2 separate regions of the Bos taurus genome follow, and region 2 is linked to region 1. A link is a contact called in public Hi-C data. All regions are on one chromosome and are shown on one strand. Each heading gives the region's core, a stretch centred on a gene start, on an enhancer-like site or on the middle of the called end of the contact. The rest is flanking DNA. Distances are from core to core; before and after follow the strand shown.

Region 1 (5,703 bases), core at 2,623-5,122:
CGTGAGTCCCGCTGCCCCCAGTTCTAGTCTCACTCCTGCGGGAGGAGGGGGGGCACTCAGTGAGTACATGATTTCTTGACAAAGTTACAATCGTCACTTATTGCACACTCACTGGCTGCTGAGGGGTTTGCATACATTAACCCCAACCTTCCCAACAACTCTAGATGAGGAGACTGAAGTTTGAGTTGAAATGCTTTGCTCAGGGTCCCACGCCCCGTGGAGCTGGCCTATGACGTGAGTGCCTTATGCATAACAGGGGTAGACCCGGTCAGCCAGAGAGACCGTACCCCGAGGTCCTCCCCAGAGAGTGAGTCCGGATGCGGACATTTCTGCCCATCCTCCCCAGGGCCAGGGCCGATAATGACTGGAGCCATGCCCCCAGCCTCAACCCGCTATTCCTATGACTCTGTATGCTCTTTCGCCGTGTGCCACTCATTTAAATATTGTGTGTGTGTGTGTGTGGGGGGGGGGGGTTCCAGTTGTATCTCTGTGTTGTGTTTCTCCGCTTCGCGTTTGTGTGCAATCTGTTGCTGGTGTGTGTTACTGTGCTGTGACTCTGTGCCTGTCTGCTTTATATGTCTGTTTTGCGGTGTGTCTACGCTGTGTACACTCTTGCGTATCTGTGTCGAGACTCTCTAATGTGTGCTGTGTCGTGTAGATCGTGTGTGGTCAGCTTGCGTTTGTGCCGTGCGCTGTGTCTGTACGCAGGCCGTCTCCGCTGCAAGCGCCGGACGTCTGTGTGTTTCTGTTGTGCTAATCCCGTTTGGGCTGTTCCAGGTCTGTCCGGGGAGCGCGTCCCTGCGCCTCCGCACCTCCCCGCTGTGTGTCCCCGCCGGCTGACGTCTGCGCCCGGCGCGCAGAGCTGGGTTTCCTCAACAAGTGTGTGCCGGCCCCGGGCGCCGCGCGCGCGCCTCCGCCGAGGGGCCGTGCCGGGGCCCCGCGTCCGTGTGCGCCCGCGCCGCGTGTCTGCGCCGGGCGCGCGGTGGCGGAGGATGCGCGCCCGCGGGGGCGGGGGCGGGGGCCGGGGCGCGGCGCGGGGGCGGCCCGGGGGCGGGAGCGGGCGAGCCGGCGGGCGGGCGGTGCGGCGGGGCCCCGCGACCGCGGGCTCCAATGGCGAGGCCGGCGCGGCCCCCGCTAATTACATAAGCGGGACGTCAATAATTCGCGGGAAAACGCGAAAAAGATGGCGCCCCGCGCCCGGGGGGCCCCTTCCTGAGCGCCCGGGCCCCTCCCTCCTCCTCCTCCGGCCCCCCTCCTCCCCCCGGCGCCCCCGCCCCGCCCCGCCCCCGCCGAGACCCCGACCCCGGCCCCACGGGCGGACACTCGGCCGGGCAGCCGCGGGCCGAGCGCAGCCGCCTCCGCCGCCGATGCGCCTGGTGGCCAGACTCCAAGTGGGACCGGCGGACACGCAGCCTCGCGGTAAGTTCAGCGCTGCAGGCGGCCGGCCGCGGCCGGCCCCGGCCGGGGACTCCTCGCCACTCTCGCCTCTCCCTGCAGTCATCCCTCTTTTGGAAGTTTCCCTGGACTTTGGCGGGTCAAACGCCTCGGGGCCGGGAGGGGGGTTTGGAGTCCTGGGGAGATGCACGCCTGGGGGGGCGCGGGGTGGTGGAGAGGGGTGAACGGTGTCTGTGGGGCGGCGGGAGCCCCGCCCGGGTTCCCGAGCCTTTGGGGGGGGTCGTGTGTGACAGGTCGCTCTTCCCGTGCCCCAAATCTTTACTTTTCCTGTTCGGTGGGGGGACGGGCCTGGAGACCGACGGGGCCGCTTGGGATTTTGCTCACGTCCGAAGTCAGGCTGCAGCAGGATGGGGATGGGGGGAGGCCTGGCGTCGGAGCGATTGAAGATCAGAGCGCTTGAACCCGAAGGGGGGTCCTTCTGCAAGCGTTTTCCCCTCCCGAACACCCTTTTTAAAAAGCCAACGGCCGCCCTGGGAGAGGCCCCGGCGCATGAATCATCCTCGCTTCCTGCCCCCGCCCGGCCCCGCGCTCCGGGTGCCGCGGATTTGAACTGGACGCCGACGGGAACCCGCAAACAGGCATTTCTTTGCAGATGGGTTTGAATCAGCCAATCACAGCCCACGGGGGCCCGCTCCGGGAGGATGGAGGCGAGGGTGGAGGGGGGGCCAGCCACCCGAGGGCCCCCGCCCGGTCAGGGAGGGGGGTGCGGCGACTGGGCCTGCTCCCAACGGCGCGGCGGGGGAGGAAGTGTCAGTTTGTGAACCTGCCGCGGGCCCGGGCCAGGCCCGGCGGGGCAGGACCTTGCAGCGCTCGGCAGCCAGGTGGCAGGGAGAAGGCAGAGATTTGGACCGCACACCCTGCCCAGCGCCTGTGCGCTGTGCCCTGGAGAGGAGGGACGAATTGGGGGGTGGGGGGGCGGGTGGAGGGAAGAGGATGCGGCCGCGCCACCATCTGGAGAGCGAAGACCCCAGCAATGCCCTGCGTGCCCCGGGGCCCTTGACATGCACACACATGTGCTCTGTTTCCTATACTCACTGCCACAAAGCTGTAGACATCAAACACCGTCTCACAGGAGCACACACGCACTCACACGGAAAAACACACGACTGTCTCCCTGTAATCTACAGGTAATCATAACACCAGGTGCCCAGCGCCTGGGCAGAGAAGGAGGGGACTGGAATAGTGGGTGCAGGGAGCAGAGGGGGCTGTGCTTAGTGGAGAGTGTGGAGCCGCCTGGAGCCAGGTGAGCCCAGATTGAGGAGGAGGGGGCCTTGGGGTGGGGGACTTTGAATGCCACTGAAGGCTTTGGGGAACCACAGAAGGTTTCTGGGAGAAGAAGATGGGAATTGTTGGCCCTGGTGAGGAGTCTGGTGGGGAGGCAGGAAGACAGGGAGTGGCCTGTTTAGGGCTGTGCCTAGGTGGTACCATTCTGCATCCCAGGTGCCCAGCAGCTGAGTGAGCATGAAACAGTTATTGAATGAATGGCCCAGGCAAGATGAGGCCTGAACTCAGACCAGGCCAGGGAGATGGACAAGAGGAAGCCAAAAATCACTGTGCTTGAAGTTGGCTGCTTGTGGCAGGCACCTCATCGGTTGGAGAAGTCAAAGATGCTGGGGTGTTCTGGGGACCAGAGCAGTACCGCTAGCAGGAAGTGGGAGAGCAGCAGGAGCAGTGGGTTTCACAGGACGGTGAGAGACAGATGTAGAGAGGCTGGCATGGCGATGACTTCACTGCTTGGAGCCAATTTGCATCTGAGTAAAAGCATAAGTGAGTTTAAATGTCCCAGAATTGGTTTCCATTAAATCATCCCATAACTGAGAACAGAAAAGGAGATTACAGAAGACCCAGATGGCCAAGTCTATACCAGTTCATAAGCCACCAGGAGTTTTCCTTTCTAGGTGAGTTTTCTCCAGCCAGCTCTCGGGAGGGAGCAGGGGTCTGAAAACCCCCCCACTGCTGTGCTGGAGAAGGCCCTCCACTCAGAAAACACAGGGTGTGTTTGCTTTAGGGATAAAACCTCTGGCTCCAAAGCCACGGGGTATGGTTCAGATCTGCCTCATACACACCTGGGCAGGGGGATTTTGCTCTGTGGTTGGCTGAAAGAGCCGTTCTCTGTACAAGGTTGCGTGGTAGGGGTGGAGCAAGTGCAGAGTAGCTAATCGGCTCACCTGGTTAAGGACCATGGCTCTGCCTCTGAACCCAGAGCCGCTTCCCCTTGCCAGACTTCAGTTTCCTGACCTGTAAAATGGGAATAACAGTGACAACCTCACAGGTTGTCACGAGAATCCAGCGAGATGATAAAAGCATCTGGCACAGCACAGGTTACATAAATGGTAGCTGCTTTCCTCTCTCCCCTGTCTCCTGAAGTAAGGAGTAAAAACCCTGTTCCTTTCTCTTCCAGTGTCAGTGGAAGCTGATGGAGAATCGAGCTCTGGACCCAGGGACTCGGGACTCCTATGGTGCCACCAGCCACCTCCCTAACAAGGGGGCCCTGGCAAAAGCCAAGAACAACTTCAAAGACCTGATGTCCAAGCTGACGGAGGGCCAGTATGTGCTGTGCCGGTGGACAGATGGACTGTATTATCTCGGAAAGATCAAGAGGGTAAACCCTTCCTCCCTGGCCCCAGTTCCCCAGGCTCAGCATCTCTCTGCTCATTCCTGGTGCCAGCCTCAGACCAGGGGTGGAGGATGGGAGATTGCTGGCAGATTCCTGCTGTGCCCTCCTGCTCCAAAGCTGAAAGGGGAAGGAGGTGGAGCCTGCAAAAGCAGGTGCCATCCTTAGGGCACCTAAGGACATCTTTAGACAAGTGCTCTGTGAGCCTACAAAACAAAACAAAATCAGGTTGGAGAGATCATCTGGCCTCGGTATTCCCACCAAGTTGCCGTCACCTAGCCCCTCGCTGCCCAATTCCAGGGAGTGGGCGTGCACAGCCTTCAGGACCGCCGTTCTCCTTCTGGCCTGGCTCTACTTTTTGGAGCACAGAGTGACTCTTTGTGACCCCATGGACTATTCCAGTCCGTGGAATTCTCTAGGCCAGAATACTGGAGTGGGTTGCCATGCCCTCCTTCAGGGGCTCTTCCCAACCCAGGGATCGAACCCAGGTCTCCTGCATTGCAGGCGGATTCTTGGAGCACAAGGAGGGAGTCTGATCTCTCTGCCCTGTGGGGGCAGAGATGGGAGAGGAAGACCATGTTCAAGTGGCTTTTCCCCAGCTACCGTCTCACCCTGCTCCTCCCTTTCTCTGCTCCAGGTCAGCAGTTCTAAGCAGAGCTGCCTCGTAACTTTTGAAGATAATTCCAAATACTGGGTCTTATGGAAGGACATACAGCATGGTGAGTATTGCTGTGACTCCTCACCCCTGCCCCACTCTCCTCTTCTGCCTCCATTTTCTTCCTGCTCTCCTTCTGTCTCGTAACTTCCGGCATCTGGCCGTGTCCTTGGAGATTACCAGTTGTACGTTTACACGAGAACTCATTTATGACACCTGTCATCCTCTTGAGCATTCATCCCTCACGAGGGAGGCAGGCAGATGGAGAAGGCAGCTTGAGGAGGGGTGGGAGCAGGGTTGTGTCCCAGGCCTGTGTGTATTTCCCGGCTGCCCAAAGCTCTGGGTCCCTCTGGGGCTAGGAACAGAAGGGGCCCAGGCAATCGGAATTGAAACCTTTCGGTGTAAGCACAGTGTCCTCTATCAGCATGTTAAAAAACGAGGAGGCAGCTCTCTCCATGGGGGAGAGACCCACCAAGCCTGGAGCAGGCAGCGTGATGATGACGTAGCGGGATGGAGCTGGGCCCGTTTCCAGGGCTGAAAGGGAGCTGGGTTGGGTATCATCCCTGCCCTCAGACGGCTGACACTGTCTTACAGAGATGACGAACTGGGGGCATTCTTGCCACCGTTCTCCCCTGCCACGTGCGTGACAGACGTCACTGATCAATCAGAGCACTCATTTTCAACACGGAGCACCAGGCAGCCACTCCCAATGAGTTACCGTGTGAGAACAGACCTTTTTACCATTTATGCTCTAACAGGAGGACTGACATGGTGGTATGTGAGGAAGAGACAGGGTTTGGAGCCCGCCTTGGACCAGGCTTCCCCGATGGCTCAGCAGTAAGGAATCCATCTGCAATGCAGGAGACACAGGCCATACGAGTTTGATCCCTAGGTCAGGACGATCCCCTGGAGAAGGGAACGGCAACCTGCTCCAGTATTCTTGCCTGGGAAATCCCATGGACAGAGGAGCCTGGCAGGC
Region 2 (5,901 bases), core at 1,702-4,201, 78 kb before region 1:
GGAAGCCCCTCAACTCTGGAAAGGTTCTGCTAATTCCTGGTTCCAATGAAATAATGACAAGCACTTTAATAAACCTCACAGCAGTTCTGCAGGGTAGGTTTTACTGTGAAGCCCATTTTGGGGATGAAGAATCTGAGCCTCATTTGTTCAGGTACACAGCTAGGAAGTGGCAGAGCCGGGGTTTAGCTTGGGGAGCCTGATCCCAGAGTCTGAAGTCTTAACCACAGGGACAGTGCCAATAGCCATTAGCCTGTTGATGGAAATTTACACTGAATAATGAATAGCCACGAGGAACAGGAATGCTCAAATGAGTTGAAAACTGTGACATGTGATAACCTTGCTGTGTGTCTCTCAGGAGAAGCTGCTGCTGAGAGAGACGCTGAAATCACCTTCATTAAAAAGACAAGCTGCTCCAACGCCAATCTGGAAAAAAGAAAACAGTACTTAATCATGGGTAAAGAGGCCCTGCAGATAAAACACAACTTCCGTTTCAAGTAAGTCACCTGTATTTTGGAGTCTCTGATCTTCCATCCAAAACTGAGTGCAATTTATTCTTAAACCCGCTACATGTTTCTTTCGTGCCCTGCTGTTAACCAACAGACCATTAGGAGCCTACATGTAATAATGTGAGCTTAAAACAAAGAACGCCTCAAAACCACCAGGGTAGCTGAGGTCTCGCTGACGATAAACCAACTGAGTGCCCAGGTCTGACGATTAATCTCGGCTCACTCATCGACTCCCCCTTTACCGCATCTGCCCTCTCAGTCCTCAGACTGTTCTGTTTGTAAGGAGGACAGTGTTTGGATACATGTTTTATTATCTGTTTTTTGAAAAATAGACATTGAAACAGATGTTGTTCATGCCTTTAACCATGGGAGCCCCGAGCAGCTCATGATCTCCAGGGTTTGTGGACCTTCCCAAGGAGATGCCAGTTCAGAGGAGTTTGGCCAAAAGCCTGACCCCTGGGCACCTGAGCAGCTTGGCTCAATTGAACTCAGCTCTTCTCTATCTGTGGCCACCATCACAAGTGATTCATTTGCATTATTCCTCGGCAGGTACGTCTACCCGTTAGATTCCTCGACCTGGATTGAATATTGGCCTACAGACTCCAGGTGTCCATCGTGCCAGAGATTTTTAGCGAATCTAGATGAGTTTACTGAAGACATCTTTTTAAATGGCTGTGAAAACGCCTAAAGGTCAGCTGCATCCAGTTTGCACTATGGACTCCTGTTGTTGAAGTTTCTTCTTTTTTTTCCCCAACATTCACAGCTGGTCTTATTTGGAAAGTTCATTCTACTTAGAATGGGGGACACTTGCTTTTATTAGAGAACAATTTAAGAGCAGTAACTCTCCGAAACAGCATGTCCTTCAGGGGGCCTGGAGACAGACACTCTTTCCAAGGTTACTGGACACCAGAAGCAATAAATCGGAACCCTCCTGAAACCTACCGCTCAGGAATGCTTGCCGGGGACAAAGAATAGCCCCACTGAAATGTAGTTTCTTACAAAAACATGGCCTTTGCTTGAAAGAAAATACCATGGAACAGAAAACCGATCATTAAAGCCTGACTTTGCTTTCAAAATGTGCGAAAAAGCGTGTTATTTTATGCTAGGTCAGCAGCAGCTGCACAAAGACAGGCAAATTGAGAAAGGTGCAGAAGGCCGCCCCTCAAAGCCCTCAGCAACCTGAGAAGGTAGGAGCCTTGTCCTGGCCGCCTCCCTTCCTGTTGCCTCTCTGTACCCCCATGCGGATGCCCTACTCCCCTCCCCACCCTCCCAGCGCCTACTCCTTCCCCCTGGAACTTGCTCTCCTGGAAGGCAGGCCCCCGGGCAGCCACCTGTTGAGGAGAAACCTAGTGGAAATCCAGACACCTCTGCTCTTGCTCCAGCCAGGTCTCTGAGCCTCCCTTCCGGATTTATTAATGAGGATTTCTAACAGCAGGCTCGTTTGTAAGTGATACTCTACAGCACTTTAGATCTTATGGAAGAGTGCTCATATTTATTCCCATTTAATGTCTCCAGAATCTCATGGAGTACGAGAATTATTATTGCCCCCATTCCAAGAAGACTTGGAGGCTAAGGACCCAAAGGGCTTTGAGGATGAGGAATTTGAGGCTCAGAAAAGGAAGCAATTTGCCCAGCCTAGTAAGGGCGAGAGTGGGAGACCAAACCCCAAGGCTTGCTCACAGTCCAAACACCTCCCTCTTCCACTTCACTGCCCCATCCCATCGCTTGTCAGGTTTGATTTCCTAAGAGCAAGGCAGGACGCAGGTGGAGTGTCTTTCTTCCTTAGCTATAGTTTAACCAGCCCCGCTGAAGTGTCACAAGGAAACAAACCCTGGATGGAATGGCAGCAGTGACTGAAATGCATCCCGTTTTTGAGAAACCCGCGCCTTACCAGTTAGCCTCACGAAGCTACACAAGGCCTTGCACTGTGCCTCGTAAGTTAAACTAAGATTTTCCAGCTTCAAGGAACTAAGGATTTATTTTTGTAAATGTCAGAACTCACGTTGAAGGCACTCCCTTGGCAAAAACAACCCTTGTGTCCAATATGCCCCAACTCGCTGCCAACAAGGGGTGAGGGGCCCCCAGAGCAGGTCTGCGGCGCCTCCGGTCACCTTCTTGCTGAAGGCCGGGCGGCAGGACCTCTGCAGTAACCTCCCCGCGGCCCCAGCATCTCCGCCTTCTCCTTGAGCACTGTTTCAAGTAGGTCGTCCACGGCAGCCTTAATTAACTCACAAAGCAGCTGAACTTCCAAACTTCAAAGCAGGCCTTTGTGAGTGAGCCTGGCTCCGCTGAAGAACCCACCAGCCCCTCTTCAGCAAACTCCTAAGGACTTAGACATACGTCCTGTTGGAGGCTTTTGTGGCCCTTCTCACAGCTGGGGCCCCTCCTCAACCCTGTACTCCTCTGCTCAGGCTCTTGCAGTTATTTGCTTGCTCGGTGTGCAGCCAGCCTCCTGGCCTCGCTGTTAGCTCCAGGTGGGCAAAGTCTGGGTCCTCTCTCTCCTGCTGTGTCCTGTGCCTGGCTTACCGCCAACACATTCCAGGAACTCAACAGCTGCTGCTGCTGCTGCTGCTCAGTCGCTTCAGTCATGTCCGACTCTGTGCGACCCCAGAGACGGCAGCCCACCGGGCTCCCCCGTCCCTGGGATTCTCCAGGCAAGAACACTGGAGTGGGGTGCCATTGCCTTCTCTGCAACAAGTGCTGGCGGATTCTAACCCTGGCAGGGGTTTGGGACAAGCCTCTTCATCTTTTGGATGGCCTGTGCATCAGGGGAGTCAAACACCTTAATGCCTCTTTTATCTAGAGCCCCAAGAAGAAACGCTATCATCTTTTGTTATGAAACGGAAGACAAGACCATGGCATGTCAGCGTCCACATGTCAGGCATGTATGTCTTCCTGTAAATGTAAAGGGAGCTCAGAGAAGTGAGTGAGCATATGAGTTGGAGGAACTTCCAGAGGCTTTCTGGAGGACTTTTGGAAAGGTAGAGAGAGACATAGTGTATTAGAAGCTGGTAAGAGGTATGCATGGGAAATAGATGGGGAAACAGTGTCAGACGTTATTTTTCTGGGCTCCAAAATCACTGCAGATGGTGACTGCAGCCATGAAATTAAAAGACTCTTTCTCCTTGGAAGGAAAGTTATAACCAACCTAGATAGCATATTGAAAAGCAGAGACATTACTTTGCCAACAAAGGTCCATCTAGTCAAGGCTATGGTTTTTCCTGTGGTCATGTATGGATGTGAGAGTTGGACTGTGAAGAAGGCTGAGCACCAAAGAATTGATGCTTTTGAACTGTGGTGTTGGAGAAGACTCTTGAGAGTCCCTTGGACTGCAAGGAGATCCAACCAGTCCATTCTGAAGATCAGTCCTGGGTGTTCTTTGGAAGGACTGATGCTGAAGCTGAAACTCCAGTACTTTGGCCACCTCATGCAAAGAGCTGACTCATTGGAAAAGACCCTGATGCTGGGAGGGATTGGGGGCAGGAGGAGAAGGGGACGACAGAGGATGAGATGGCTGGATGGCATCACTGACTTGATGGACGTGAGTCTGAGTGAACTCTGGGAGTTGGTGATGGACAGGGAGGCCTGGCATGCTGCGATTCATGGGGTCGCAGGGAGTCGGACACGACTGAGTGACTGAGCTGAACTGAAGAGGTATGCTGCTGTTCTGCTGCTACGTCATGTTCAACTCTTTGCAACCGCATGGACTGCAGCCTGCCAGGCTCCTCTGTCTGTGGGACTTCCCAGGCAAGAATACCCCAATGGCTCAGCAGATAAAGAATCCACCTGCAATGCAGGAGACACAGGAGATGTGAGTTTGATCCCTGAGTCAGAAAGATCCCCTGGAGAAGGAAATGGCGACCCACTGCAGTATTCTTGCCTGGAAAATTCCACAGAGGAGCCTGAAGGTCTACAGTCCACGGGGTCACAAAGAGTCAGACACGACGGAGCATACGGCACATGGAGAGACATGGGGGACTTTTCTGGTTAAAGGAAAAAGCATAAGGCAGTCTTCCACTAGGGGTAGGCAAGACAATTTAGGTGGTAAACAGCTATATGCTTATTTTAACATGTGTTAGAAAAAAATATACAACTAGCACATCAAAGCCATGATATAAAATTTTCTTTGAAAATAAATGTATTTGTCAAAAAGTCTATTTAAGGAAAAGTTTTTAAGTAAATAAAAGTCTAGGTTGTTCCTAGGGCAAAAATCATGAGGTTGGCACGCATACACTTGAAGTTTAGGAAACCCTGTCTTAAGAAAATATGTGGAACTGACAACCCGCCAAGCTTAAAGCGGGCAGCCTGACTCCTGATTTCCCGGGGAGGGATCTAAGCCAAAGTCATGCTCAGTTTTACTTTCCAGCCCTTGTGATGCTAATTTATTCAGCAACATCTAGAAAAATATGTACTGACTGGTCGTCGAAGGTTGGGCTCCAGCTCCCTAGATCCTTGCCCTTGTGGAACTTGGATTCCAATGAGAGGAGGTGCATGGCAAATAATGATCAGTCATTAGGGGACTGAGTTTGAATATCAGGTGATAAAAGAGCTGTGAGAAAAAGAAAAAGCAGAGCAGAGCAAAGGAGCCTGGGAGCGGTGGAGAGAGGGGCTGCGTCGTAGTAGAGCAGTGAGGTCAGGGTGGGCTTCAGTGAGCAGTGAGACTCAAGCAAGGTGAAAGAGGGAGCCACGTGGTGATCTGAAGACTGAGTGTTCCAGGCAGAGGGAACATGCCTGAGCCTGAGGCAGGAGCTCGGCCGGGGTGCTCCGGGGAGAGCAGGGAGGCCAACGTAGCAGGAGCAGATGAGGCAGAGGTGAGGCTGGTGGAGCTGAGGTCAGAGAGATCACAGGGACAAGAGCATGCTGGTCACGGATGGGGTGCTGCTAATCTTACGCAGAGGGCAGGGTTTGGAGCAGAGCAGTGACGTGGTCTGTCTTATCTGTTAGAAGGACAACGGTAACTGCAGCATTGAAAATGAGGCGATGGTAAAAACTGACCAGCTAGGCTACTGCTGAAAACCAGGCAGAAGCTGATGGTGATTAAACAAAGCTGAGTTTCCAGAGCTTCTCAAAAGATGTTAGAAAGAGCTTGTTCTAGGATTTGGGCTTGTGCTGGATTATTTGGGGAGGGCTCAGGGACTTGGCTCCGGGTTGGATGCCGCCGGCAAGCAGGGGTAATCCTGTGATTGGGGGGCACTGGTTGTTGTCTAATTAGGAGGAAAAGAAGGAGCAGTCACCCTTATGTAAGACGGGAAAGGGGGATATTTGGTCACTTTTCGTGATTTGGATTACGTGCTTGTTTTATCCTCTGCTCAAACATGATTAAGGAGCAGTCTTTTTTTGTGTGAAGATTCATTTGGTCTGATGCTGATGTTCTGTGACATCAGACTCTGAGGAC

The links. A called contact is a pair of places that touch in the nucleus more often than the background predicts.
Region 2: a contact with region 1 is called in a Hi-C map of liver, with 4 times the contacts expected there. The contact joins the enhancer-like site here to the promoter of PHF19 in region 1. A contact is called at or near these places in 5 of 11 Hi-C or Micro-C datasets (8-cell embryo, blastocyst, liver and 2 more).

The regions. Positions count from the first base shown.
Region 1 is chr8:110,257,354-110,263,056 of ARS-UCD2.0, reverse strand. PHF19 (PHD finger protein 19) reads left to right here and starts at 3,872. Exons shown (of 14, transcript NM_001192715.2): 1 at 3,872-4,057; 2 at 4,707-4,788. The coding sequence starts at 3,872.
Region 2 is chr8:110,334,116-110,340,016 of ARS-UCD2.0, reverse strand. C5 (complement C5) reads left to right here. Exons shown (of 41, transcript NM_001166616.1): 40 at 356-494; 41 at 1,056-1,583. The coding sequence ends at 1,194. Among named protein-coding and RNA genes, the nearest start is that of TRAF1, 24 kb to the right of the region's middle. Within about 2 kb of position 2,951, at least 5 of the 102 cell types and tissues checked have an H3K27ac peak or open chromatin away from gene starts, as enhancers often do. A contact at or near this core is called in liver, where this site is marked.